Regions from separate parts of the Mus musculus genome. Here region 1 is linked to region 2. Evidence: chromatin contacts called from public Hi-C data. All regions are on one chromosome and are shown on one strand. Each heading gives the region's core, a stretch centred on a gene start, on an enhancer-like site or on the middle of the called end of the contact. The rest is flanking DNA. Distances are from core to core; before and after follow the strand shown. Region 1 holds the start of Sel1l (sel-1 suppressor of lin-12-like (C. elegans)). Region 2 overlaps Ston2 (stonin 2).

Region 1 (5,230 bases), core at 1,578-4,077, 150 kb after region 2:
CTCCTGCTTATCCAGAAGCTGCTCTCTGAACTTATGTATTAATACAACTTGCCTCAAATACCTGGCAGTGTAGCTAATGTAAAGACTGTGACACCCATTCTCCTAATCTCTCGCAGTCTCTCCCCACCCTGTCTCTGCATTGAACTCAGGCTGCCCCAGTGAACACGAGGGGAGCTAGCAGAACCGATAGGGAACACTCCCAGCTCAACGAGGCCCGTGTTTCTAGGTGAGAAACATGAACACCTTTTCACTGTTACCTTGAGAAAAGTATGGAGAAATGTGTGTGTGTGTGTGTGTGTGTGTGTGTCCTCTCAATTTATTCATTTACAAGAAAAAGAAAGCAACTTTAATCCAGGTATCATGCTTTTACATGTTGCTAAGCCAACATATTAGATGATGTTTAACAACAGTGACGTCACTGACGTGGTTGTAAGTTCAACCTGCCTTGGATAAGATTTAATATTAAACACAAAATTACAACAAAATGTAACTTTTATTAAGAGCAAACCTTTAAATCTAAATTTCAAAAACGAGGTTAAAAATAAGCAACTGAATGCATGCCATGGAGAGCTGAAAAATCCAAGCCTTTAATTTATAAAGCTCTTTATCAGATGTAAGTCGAGAAAAGCTAGTGTTTGATACATAGAAATGCCAGGTCCCGGGACACCCCATCATGTCCTAACCCTAGGGTGCCCAAACCCAAGCACTGCAAAGTCCCTTATATAAAGTAGGACACTATTTGCAGACACCGTCCATCCCTTCTTAGAAGCTAAGTGTTAACCAGTTATTATACTGTTTAGGAAATAAGAAATGGAAATAAAAAGTCCACGCAGGTATAGAAGAGTTTAACCCAGAGGAGGCCTGAATCTGATAATGTGGAGCTTTGCATGAGCAGGGGCACTGGCCTTCGCTCTCTCACATCCTGCAGTTTTGTAACTGTAGCTTGGGCTAAGTTTATGCCTCTACCAGAGAAATGCTTTGGCATGGCTGTCGCTGTGACAGAACTCTGAGTAGACATTTCTTAAAACTCTGCACTCCACTTATACTCATACAACCCTAATATTTAACACTTGAGTGCTAAGTATTGTAGAATAGCTAAGAGACTTAGAACCAACCGGAGAGCGTCTCTACTGTCCAGAGCTCAAAGTACATGCAACAGAGCTGACGGACGAGGCAGGAAAAACTGTTGTGTTCGAACAGCCTTTAAACTCTGCAGATGGGAATTTCAGAGGGATGTAAGTTATGCTATTTGATTACTGGAATCTTCGCGCTTCAGTGTGAAGAGTCACAGAGCTCGTTCATGTATGGGTATGTGGTATATTCTAGATCTAAAACTTAGCAAAACCCCAAGAGGAACTCAGCCCATCAGGTACTTTACCCAAGGCAAGGGCAGCTTCCACGGCATACTTCTTTTGAACAATACCCGCTAGAATTTCTGCCAGAGTCAAGTATTGTAGTCTTTAAAGAACTGCTCTTCAACACAAACTGTCATTTCAAATGAAGCAGGATCAACCTCAAGCATAATGCTGGCAGTAAAGTGGTTACCATATGCTTGCCACATTTGAAAGGGTGTCTCCAAACACACCGGAGACAGCATTTTGGTCTAACTCGATTTTAGAAGTAGGATGACATTATGGCTTTCATTTACAACTAGAACGGAGGATCTGGGGATTCAAATAACCATCTGGGGAAATTCGGGTTTTTTTTTGTTTTTTTTTAAAGATGACATTTACATTTTGCAGTGTTCCAGAAAAAAGTATAAAGCCACCCAACAGCTGTCTTGTTAAGCGAAACTGATTAAAAATCTCAAAGTCTTCCAGGAGTCAATGTTTATTCACTCTAAAACATCCTAAGTACGTTTAAGAGAAACATTTCTAAGACAGTAAGTTTTCTGATATAGGCAGATCAAAACATTAAAAAAGAAAATCCTTTGCAAAGAGGTAATGTAAGTCAGCTAGTCGAAAAATCAATTTAAAAGCACACGGCTTTTTGTACCTACAGAAAAGGGCAACATTATTTTCTATTAATTTTGAAAGAACTAAGTCTGTCTCAAAACCCATAAATAAAATGACTATCTACAAACTCAAAGACCATGGACACCGTGGCAGAGGTCACATTTTTCCCAGGACGCGGGGGACAAGTGACTACAATTATATCAGAGTTTTTTCTTTTAAAAACCAGACTAACAGATCAGGTGTTGAGCAATTCCTCCACTGTCAACATCCTAGTCCGGATGAACCCTGCTCTGCACAAAAGTGACAGCTCCAGGTATGTCAACTGCAAACCCCAGCGTGTCCCAGAGCCTGTGCACACATCACCTACGTGAAGGTAGAGGAATCTCTGAGGGTCTAAGCCAGCCGTCAGGAATCCCCTCCTAATTGGGCAATTCCTAATTCGTCAGAAGTCACCTAAAGTTTGCTGCGTGGGAGAGGTGTGGGCAGGGTGACCAGCCCTTCCTTATGTCCAGTTTCCTAAGCACCCTCTTCGGCCCAGGCTAACCGATGCCCAAGGCAAGAGCGAGTGACAGTCAGGGCGAGCAGTGCCCGAGACCGCTGAGCCCCGTGGCCCTGTCTCCACCGCGGTCGGGGGGCGGTGGCTCGGGGCCTGCTGCCCGAGGCTCGATACTGACCCGAGGTCGCGGCTGCCGAGCCCAGGAGCACCGCGCAGAGCAGCAGCAACGACAGCCTGACGCGGACCTGCATCCTGCTCTCGAAGGTCGAGAGCCCTCGCCGTCGCCGTCGCCGTCGCCGCGACCAACTCAGCCGCTGCCTCTGTGCCGCCGCCTCGCAGCCGCTCTTCCTGCTCAGGTTCCTTCTTCGCCCCTTCCCAGGCCTCCCTGGCCCAGAGCGCAGCCAATCCGCGCCCGCCGCTCCGTCCTCCTTGGCCAATGGCCGTGATCGCCCCACCCCACACATAGTCACGCCCCCTATGTCATCTTTTAGCCAATCATTGTGTACAGTTGTCATACCAGCTTTCCCGGTTGGACCACGGCCTCACCGACATGGCCCCAGCTAATTGGTAGCGCCTGAATCAGCGGCTCGAAGGCGGGGGAACCCTCATCCAGGACTACAACTCCCACCATGCACCGCACTAGATTTTTCTCGGCCGATGCTCTTGGGAGATGCAGTTTAGCATAAAGTCAGGTTAGAAGCCGCAGGTGGCTGAGGGCATAAGGAGTTTCAAGAAAATGATTCACTGGACTCTTGCGTTTGAACCAGAATAATTATCAAGGAACAGATATCAAACGGTTAAGAACTTGCAAGGTTGCTAAGTATTTCTTTTTAATTATTTTGAGAACTTGAACTGGACATGATATGAACGCTGAGAAATAAGCTATACCTGAACTGAAAATTTTAAATATTTAGTTAAAAAAAATACTTAAGTCTTAAAAAAAAAAAGCTTAGGTGAAGCAATACGTGAAGTTTACAGAGCCAGCAGTACAAGACAATGCCGCTTGTCATTTCCCTAATAAAACAAAAGGGAAGAAATTCCTACCAGTGGAGATTAGTTCAGCTCCTGTGATTGTTTTCACTAAGGCTTCCATATATATTAGCCACTCAATAAATGTTCTAACAGCTCTCCCAAACCCTTCAAACACTGGTCCTCATTCTTCTCTAGTGAAATATTGCAATGCTCTCTTTTTCCTTGACCAGAAAAGGGATTAGATGGTTTGTGTGGCCACAGAGGTGAGAGCCAAGGCACTTCAGGGATTGCAATAGTTATGTAGTAAGTACCGATGCACGCACAATCCCTTTGAGTGGCAGGGCAGCATCTTGATGCTTTTCAGTCTTCTTAATCAAATTGAATCCTTCTAAGATTTATTTTCCAGCACTGCATACAGAACTCAGCAGGGGGTTAGGGGGGAAAGTCTTTCCTGTCTCAGTGTCTTGACTTCTCTGAACACTTGTTTTCTATCTTTTTTGGCAGTCATTATTTTTAGGAAGATGTTAAAAAATTAGCTGCTGTACGTTTGCATCAGAGGGCATGGGGAACAGTTTCCCCCATGCCCCCCAACACCCCCTCAGTGTGTGTGTGTGCGTGCACCATGCGCATAAAGGTGTATAGGATGGAGGTTAATGTCAGGGTTCGTTCTCAATTGATCTCTACCTTCTCCACCTTATTTTTTGAGACAAGGTCTCAACATGGGCCTTGTTGATTCATCTAGCCAAACCCTGGTTTAACTAGGATGTCCCAAGGATTCTCATGTCTGCTCTGCCACAGTAATGGGATTCCAGGCCCATGCTGCTGTGCTTGCTTTTAAAAAACCTGGGTTCTGAAGGATGGAGCTAAGGTCCTCAATATTAGATCTCAGGGTGTCTGAATATTCAGAAATGAGCTCCAGCTGGACCACAGGAGGACTTCTGGTGGGTTGATAAAAGCCAGCATTCTTCAGAAACTTGTGAAATTGCTTTCCATCTGCCAAAAGGAATCATTTCTCATACCTCTGGCAGAAGTGACATACGGCTCTCCATTGACCTGGACCTGTGGCTGTATAGGAAAGCCTATGCCAGCCTCTAGGCGCTCTCAGTCTCTGCTCACAAGTACTTGTTGTACATTCCAAAGCTCTCTCATTGGTCTCTTGGCCCTTCCCTCCCAGAAGCTACTCACCCTCCTTATAGCTCACTATTCTCTACTCTTCCTGCAGGCACCCCAACCCTTATTATTCTCCCCGTCTGCCATCTCTTGCTGTCTCCAAGATTCTCTTCCTCTGTCCTGCTTTCCTAGGCCAGGCCATACACAGCCTGCTTCCCTTTCTGTTCTGGACTCTTCTAGATGCATCTGGCTGTTTTCCTGCTTATATAAACAACTAAAACCTTAACCTTATCATGGAGTGGTCATGTTGGCTGTTTCTTTACTAACAATCTGGATATATCTATATCTGTATATGTGTATATAGATAGATATAGATATAGATATATAACTATATATCTCTATGTGTCTCCAATAAAGATTTTGGGTGAGCCAGACTGAGGGTGAGAGCATGGGAGAGCTGGCTCTTACTGTTGTCTCCTGTGTGGTGGTGTGGATGAGGGAGAAATGGCTTCCTCCCCCCTCATCCATTGATAACTATGGCAGTTGGAAGAGCTGGCTCTGGAGTCACGAGAGTGGGAGAACTGGCCCTGTCCCTCATCAGCTGCAACACTTGGAAAAGTGGGTCCTGCCCTTTATCTGGGCAGCATAGTAGAGCTGGTCCTGACAGCATGGGTGTGGATGACCCAGACCTGAGGAC
Region 2 (5,181 bases), core at 1,192-3,691:
GGTAGCGTCTGTGGCCTAATGAAGACTTCTGTGCACTGAAGCGAGCTGCTAAGTCACCTACCTGTGAAAAAGGTCAGCAAGCGCTGGCCACCCCTCAACACCGAGACTTCATCACCATCATGAAGAGGAGAACAAGCAAGCAAGGGTGCTGCCATCACGCCTGTTACAGAGCCACTGCCTCGCACCCTCTCCAGCATTTTTGTTTTGTTAGATCTCCTGATGATAACTGTTCTCACTGTGGTAAGTTGTATGTCAAAGTGACTTTAATTTGCACTCCCTTTAAAACTAGGAATGCTGGATACTTTTCAAAGTAGTTATTGGCCATGTCTATTTCTTTTTTTGAAAACTGTTTATTCTTATTAGCCCACTTGGAATTTTGATAGGCATTTTTATTAAATCTGAAAACTGGAAGTCAGGCGGGAAACATGGAAAGGGAAAGAAAGAGAGGGTGAAGAAAGGAAGGAAATCTGAGCCGAGCATAGTGGTTCATGCCTAGTAACCCAACACTTGGAACGCTGAGACAGGGTGATGGCCACAAGTTTGAGGTCAGTCTGAGTTACACAGTTTGATTTCATTTTTCCAGGCCAACCTGAGCTACACAGTGATAGTCAGTTTAAAATATCCTATTGTTTGAACTTGTAAACAAACCATAATTTTTTAATATAGACTATCTACTTGGCAATCAATAATAGGTACTTTGTTTTATTGAATTTAAACAATAGTTACCACCCCCTAGGGAAAGTTACATCCCAGAGTAAATTACAGCCGCCAGGTTAAAGCGGTCAAAGGTTAGGTACAGGAAACCATGGAAGATTTATGAGCTCAGGTGGGACATAGAGGTGTGCTGTCCTGGGTTAGCCTGGTAACCCAGCAAACGACAGCGTAGATCTCTTGAACATCCTGGTAAGACCCTGGGGTGACCTGCTTTATTTGTTTTAGATTTCCAAGTCCCTGGGATACGAGGCCAGGGAGCAAGCACTTGACTAACTGTTTACCTAGTCTGAAGTTCAAAGTCAAAAAAGCACAGCCCATCCTAGTCATTTTATGGGTGTTTTGTTTTGTCTTGTTTTTTAATAGACTAGTCTCACTATAACCGTGACTGGCCTGAGACTTACTCTGTAGACCAGACTGGACTCAAATTTACAGAGATCTCCCTGCTTCTGCTTCCTAAGTGCTGGGACTAAAGGTATGTATGACCACACCTGGCTTAGTCCTTTTCTTGTAACTGGTTATATTCCAGATGGTCAGGGTTGCTCAGCCTTTCCAGTGGTGAGGATTTTATTTTTAGCCTTCATAAACTAAGAGGCAAAATAACAAGGAGTAATGACTTTGGTCTTCAAGCATCACAAACGTATCTGTGTATCCAAGGAAGACAGCAATAGATGTGCTAATGTGTATAGAGGAAAGCTCACCAAGCCTCAGCGTTAGATAAAGAACTGCAGGCAACTAAGGAATACTGAGTCCAGGGAGAAATAGTTTTTTCTAGGGAAGTACTCGGCCATTGGTTACCCAATGTCAAATGATCAGCCTGAAAACATATCGCATACAAGTAACACTGTATGGACTGAGCAGGTTGAATTTATGTATTTAGGAGTATGTATGAATGTATATATGTATGTATGAATATAATATGTATGTATGTATGCATGTAACAACAACAAAAACGGGCCAGGAATCTGAAAGCAGGCGGGGGGGGGGGGGACACATGAGAGGCTTTTGGGGGAGAAAAGGAAGGGGAAATTAAATATCTGTATTAAAGTCTCAAAAAATCATTTAAAGAATCTCAGCTTTGTTTTTCTCTTTCAATATAATGAAATACTACAAGCAAATGGTAGACCATTACTCACTCATAGAAAGGATTAGAACAACATTTATTGTGCTCAAAAGAATTATGTCACGTGAAGGAACCAGGAACAATGGAGAGGCTATCTTACGAGTCCACTCATATAAGACTCAGACACCGTGAATTCATAGTGACAGCGAGCAGAGTAATGGCTGTCTGGGGAAGGGGCTGTGGACAAAGAAAGCAGAAAGGCTGATAGCTGGTGTTGGCCCCACTGTGTGTGTGTGTGTGGGGAGGTGCTCATTATTCTGATTATGAAGATGACTTCATGGGTGCTCATGTGTCAAACCACATCAGAGTGCATTTTGAGCTGGGCAAAGACAATAGTCAAAGTTCTTAGAAAAATCACTTCAATAAAGGGAGATGTATAATACAAATTTCAATAATATCTGAGTCCATCAGATATCTCATGAAAACCTGTCGTTTCTTTTTGGGCACAGAGTTGCACCCTACCTTTAAGGTTTTCTAGTAGTAGAAGTGGCTAAGAGTTCTGGCTGGCAGAGCCTCTGCATCCACTTTCCAGCCACCACTGGCTGCAGGAATGGCCAGAGAAACTCCCTGCACTCTGGAGCTTGGCCCTGGCTCTAGCCGGCATCGATGGCCCTGTGGACTATATTGAGTCCTCATGGGGAAAGCCCCATTTGCTGGTATCAGGGTCCCACCCACATGTTCAGAGTCCCTAGAGTCCAAAGTCTAAAGGTGACACACAGCAGTGTGGTTCATACTTAGGTAAACAGGTCCTGGTAGAGGCCCGGGACGGTCTGCATAGAGGGTTCTGGAGGCCTGTATACATGAACCAGGTTCTACAGCAGGCATGGGCACATGTGAAAGCAGTGGGAAATCCTATCAAATATAAATACATAATCTATGGTACATTACAAGTTCATCATTAGTGAATGATACATACTGATGTATCAATTGATAAAATATTCCTGATAGCAATATTAATTTGGTAGAACAGAATACCAATCACTGAAATTTATTATGTCTCAGTTGCTTCCTTGTTTTAAAGGAGAGACTTTTCTGCTTTTCTCACAGGCTATACAAAGAATGAATAAAAGCATGCACTGAAAAGCTCCCTTCCCCTCCCCCAAGCTCAGAGATCAGCCTGCCTCTCCTGCCTGGCTTCCAAACTTTATAAAAATGACAGTGTTTCTCACAATACACAGTGCTGATCATAACTGCACTGGTGAGCTCTGGCCTGGGCCCCTAAGCCAAGTTCATGGTTTGACACTGTGAAGGCTGTACCCATTTCAGAAAAGTCGGGTCTCAGTAGCTTCCTCCCTTTAACATGGTCACCACAGTTGGGACCTGACAACTATTCCTTCTAACACAAGGTGAGAACTATAGACATACTCAAAATAAACGTATAGATATTTGGAAAATAAAAAATACTATAAACTACTATTCTTATCTCAGGTTCTCCCCCCCCCCTTCAAAATATTCTGGTCCTTAGTCCTATTCTTGGGGGGAAAAATCAAACTTCACTGATCTAAGCCCTCACTGACAGAAATGGGGCCTCAGAGTGAATGTGGGCTCTTGCAATTGGGGTTCAGCACGACAGCAGCTAGATGGGGGTTGGGGACCACCTGCTGACTCCCAGAGCTCTGGAGAGCCCTTAGGATGTCTTCTAGACTCTTCTGGGCAATACGATTGTGTACACTATGCCAAAAAATTCTGCTACCATCTTATATAACATTAGGTAAAGCCAAGACACCATCCTTTTCCTTTTTTGTATATGCATGTTCATGTATGTTCAGATGTGTGCCAATACATGTGCACGTGTGTGCATGAGTATGGAGGCCTCAGGAGCTGTCAACATTATTTATTATTTTTTTAGACAATTTCTCTCACTGGCCTGGAACTCACCAAGTCCTATACACCAAAGATCATATTTGCTTGTATGTGGTCCACATCTACACCTCTCTTGTATAACCGTTTCCTCTGAGACTGAAACATTCCATCCTGCAGAGAAGATCCTGCTTGGTAAACCACTCAAAAAAGCCTTCAGGAGGTCCCTGAAACTGAGCAGATTCAGTAGGCCCCCTCCTTGTTAAGAGTAGACAATAAAAGCTGAGAGCCAGGCTAAGATGAGGCAGGCTGAGTTGCAGAGAAGACTCAGAGGAGAAAAGCCACAAAGACTCTTGAGACCAGACCCTATGTGTAGAAGAAGCAGAAACTAGCGGAGCTGCCTGGAAGAGGTGCAACCCAACCAAGATGCCTGGAAAAGACACTTGCCAACATGTTGAGCTGCCTACAAGCTGTGGCATGTGCTCCAGGTTCCCAGCTTTATAAGCTGTTACCCAAGCTAGGGTAGGCTTCGGTCATTTCTGCTCCCGTAAGTAACCCCTCACCCATAGTGCAACCTCGGTAAAACTCATTGGTTTTCCTAGGCTACAGTTTGATGGTATCTGTACTTTGATCTGTCATGGGCTCCCTATCTGCGGTAAGTAGATGAGTGTTGTTGCCTTCTCCAGAAAGCTTTTATCACACAAGAGTCCATGATGTGGCTCCGGCCTTCAAAGTCTAAGGGTGACACTGGCACAGTGGTCTACATTTGGGTCCATGGGTCCTGGAAGAGCGTGATGCTGTCCGCAGAGAGGGCTCTGGAAGCTGGCGTACAGGAGACAGCATCTGGGAGGTGGGCATGAGCATTTGTACAGGATGGGGTGGGACAAAGACGAGCCAGGGTGTGGCAGTGGTGGGTTTGGAGGGCAGCCCTGACAGGACAAAGGGAGCTCACGGCACTTGATGTCCACCCTTTACTGTGGTCCCCAAAGCAGGTCACACGGTAAAGCCTGAGGTCCACAAGGTGAGAGCGTCATCCCGAATTAAGGGCGGTAGGTGGTGGCAGGGGCACAATCATTATGTCATTGGGAGGCAAAGGCAATGTTTTCACCAGAAATGTTATCATTCTTAGTCACCAGGACGGATGGGTTAAGGAAGGAGAACGAGTGCAAGGGTTGATAGTAAAGATTAACTAGTTGTTTCAAAAGAGCTGAGAAATGAAACAGCCTCCCCGACAGAGATACTCTGTGGAAGGAGGAGTTGAAGTGTACCAAAGTGGGAAAGGCCCCTTCCATCCCAGAGCCCTCTCAGGCAAAGGACAGTGATGTGTCAGAACGTTCATAAGCCTCCAGTGATACACACAGGCGGACACGTTCAGGTAAACACACTCAGGTACACACTGAGGTGTCGTTTGAGTCCCCCTGTCCACCCTGCGAGGGAACCTGGCTCCTCTCCCTCCCAGCTCTCTCAGGAGAGCTCCTGACCCCAGTGCTGTAGTATGGGTGTCAGTCAGCGGCTAGCTCACAGCGTATGTGAAGTGAGTCTTCCCT

What was found. A called contact is a pair of places that touch in the nucleus more often than the background predicts.
Region 1: a contact with region 2 is called in a Hi-C map of liver, with 2.3 times the contacts expected there. The contact joins the promoter of Sel1l here to the enhancer-like site in region 2. A contact is called at or near these places in 1 of 484 Hi-C or Micro-C datasets (liver) and 2 of 9 other capture datasets (adipose tissue and liver).

What each region holds. Positions count from the first base shown.
Region 1 is chr12:91,846,330-91,851,559 of GRCm38.p6, forward strand. Sel1l (sel-1 suppressor of lin-12-like (C. elegans)) reads right to left here and starts at 2,828. Exons shown (of 21, transcript NM_001039089.1): 1 at 2,630-2,828. The coding sequence starts at 2,702.
Region 2 is chr12:91,693,955-91,699,135 of GRCm38.p6, forward strand. The region is part of intron 4 of Ston2 (stonin 2); the gene reads right to left. Among named protein-coding and RNA genes, the nearest start is that of Gm16876, 15 kb to the left of the region's middle. Within about 2 kb of position 2,442, at least 24 of the 459 cell types and tissues checked have an H3K27ac peak or open chromatin away from gene starts, as enhancers often do. A contact at or near this core is called in liver, where this site is marked.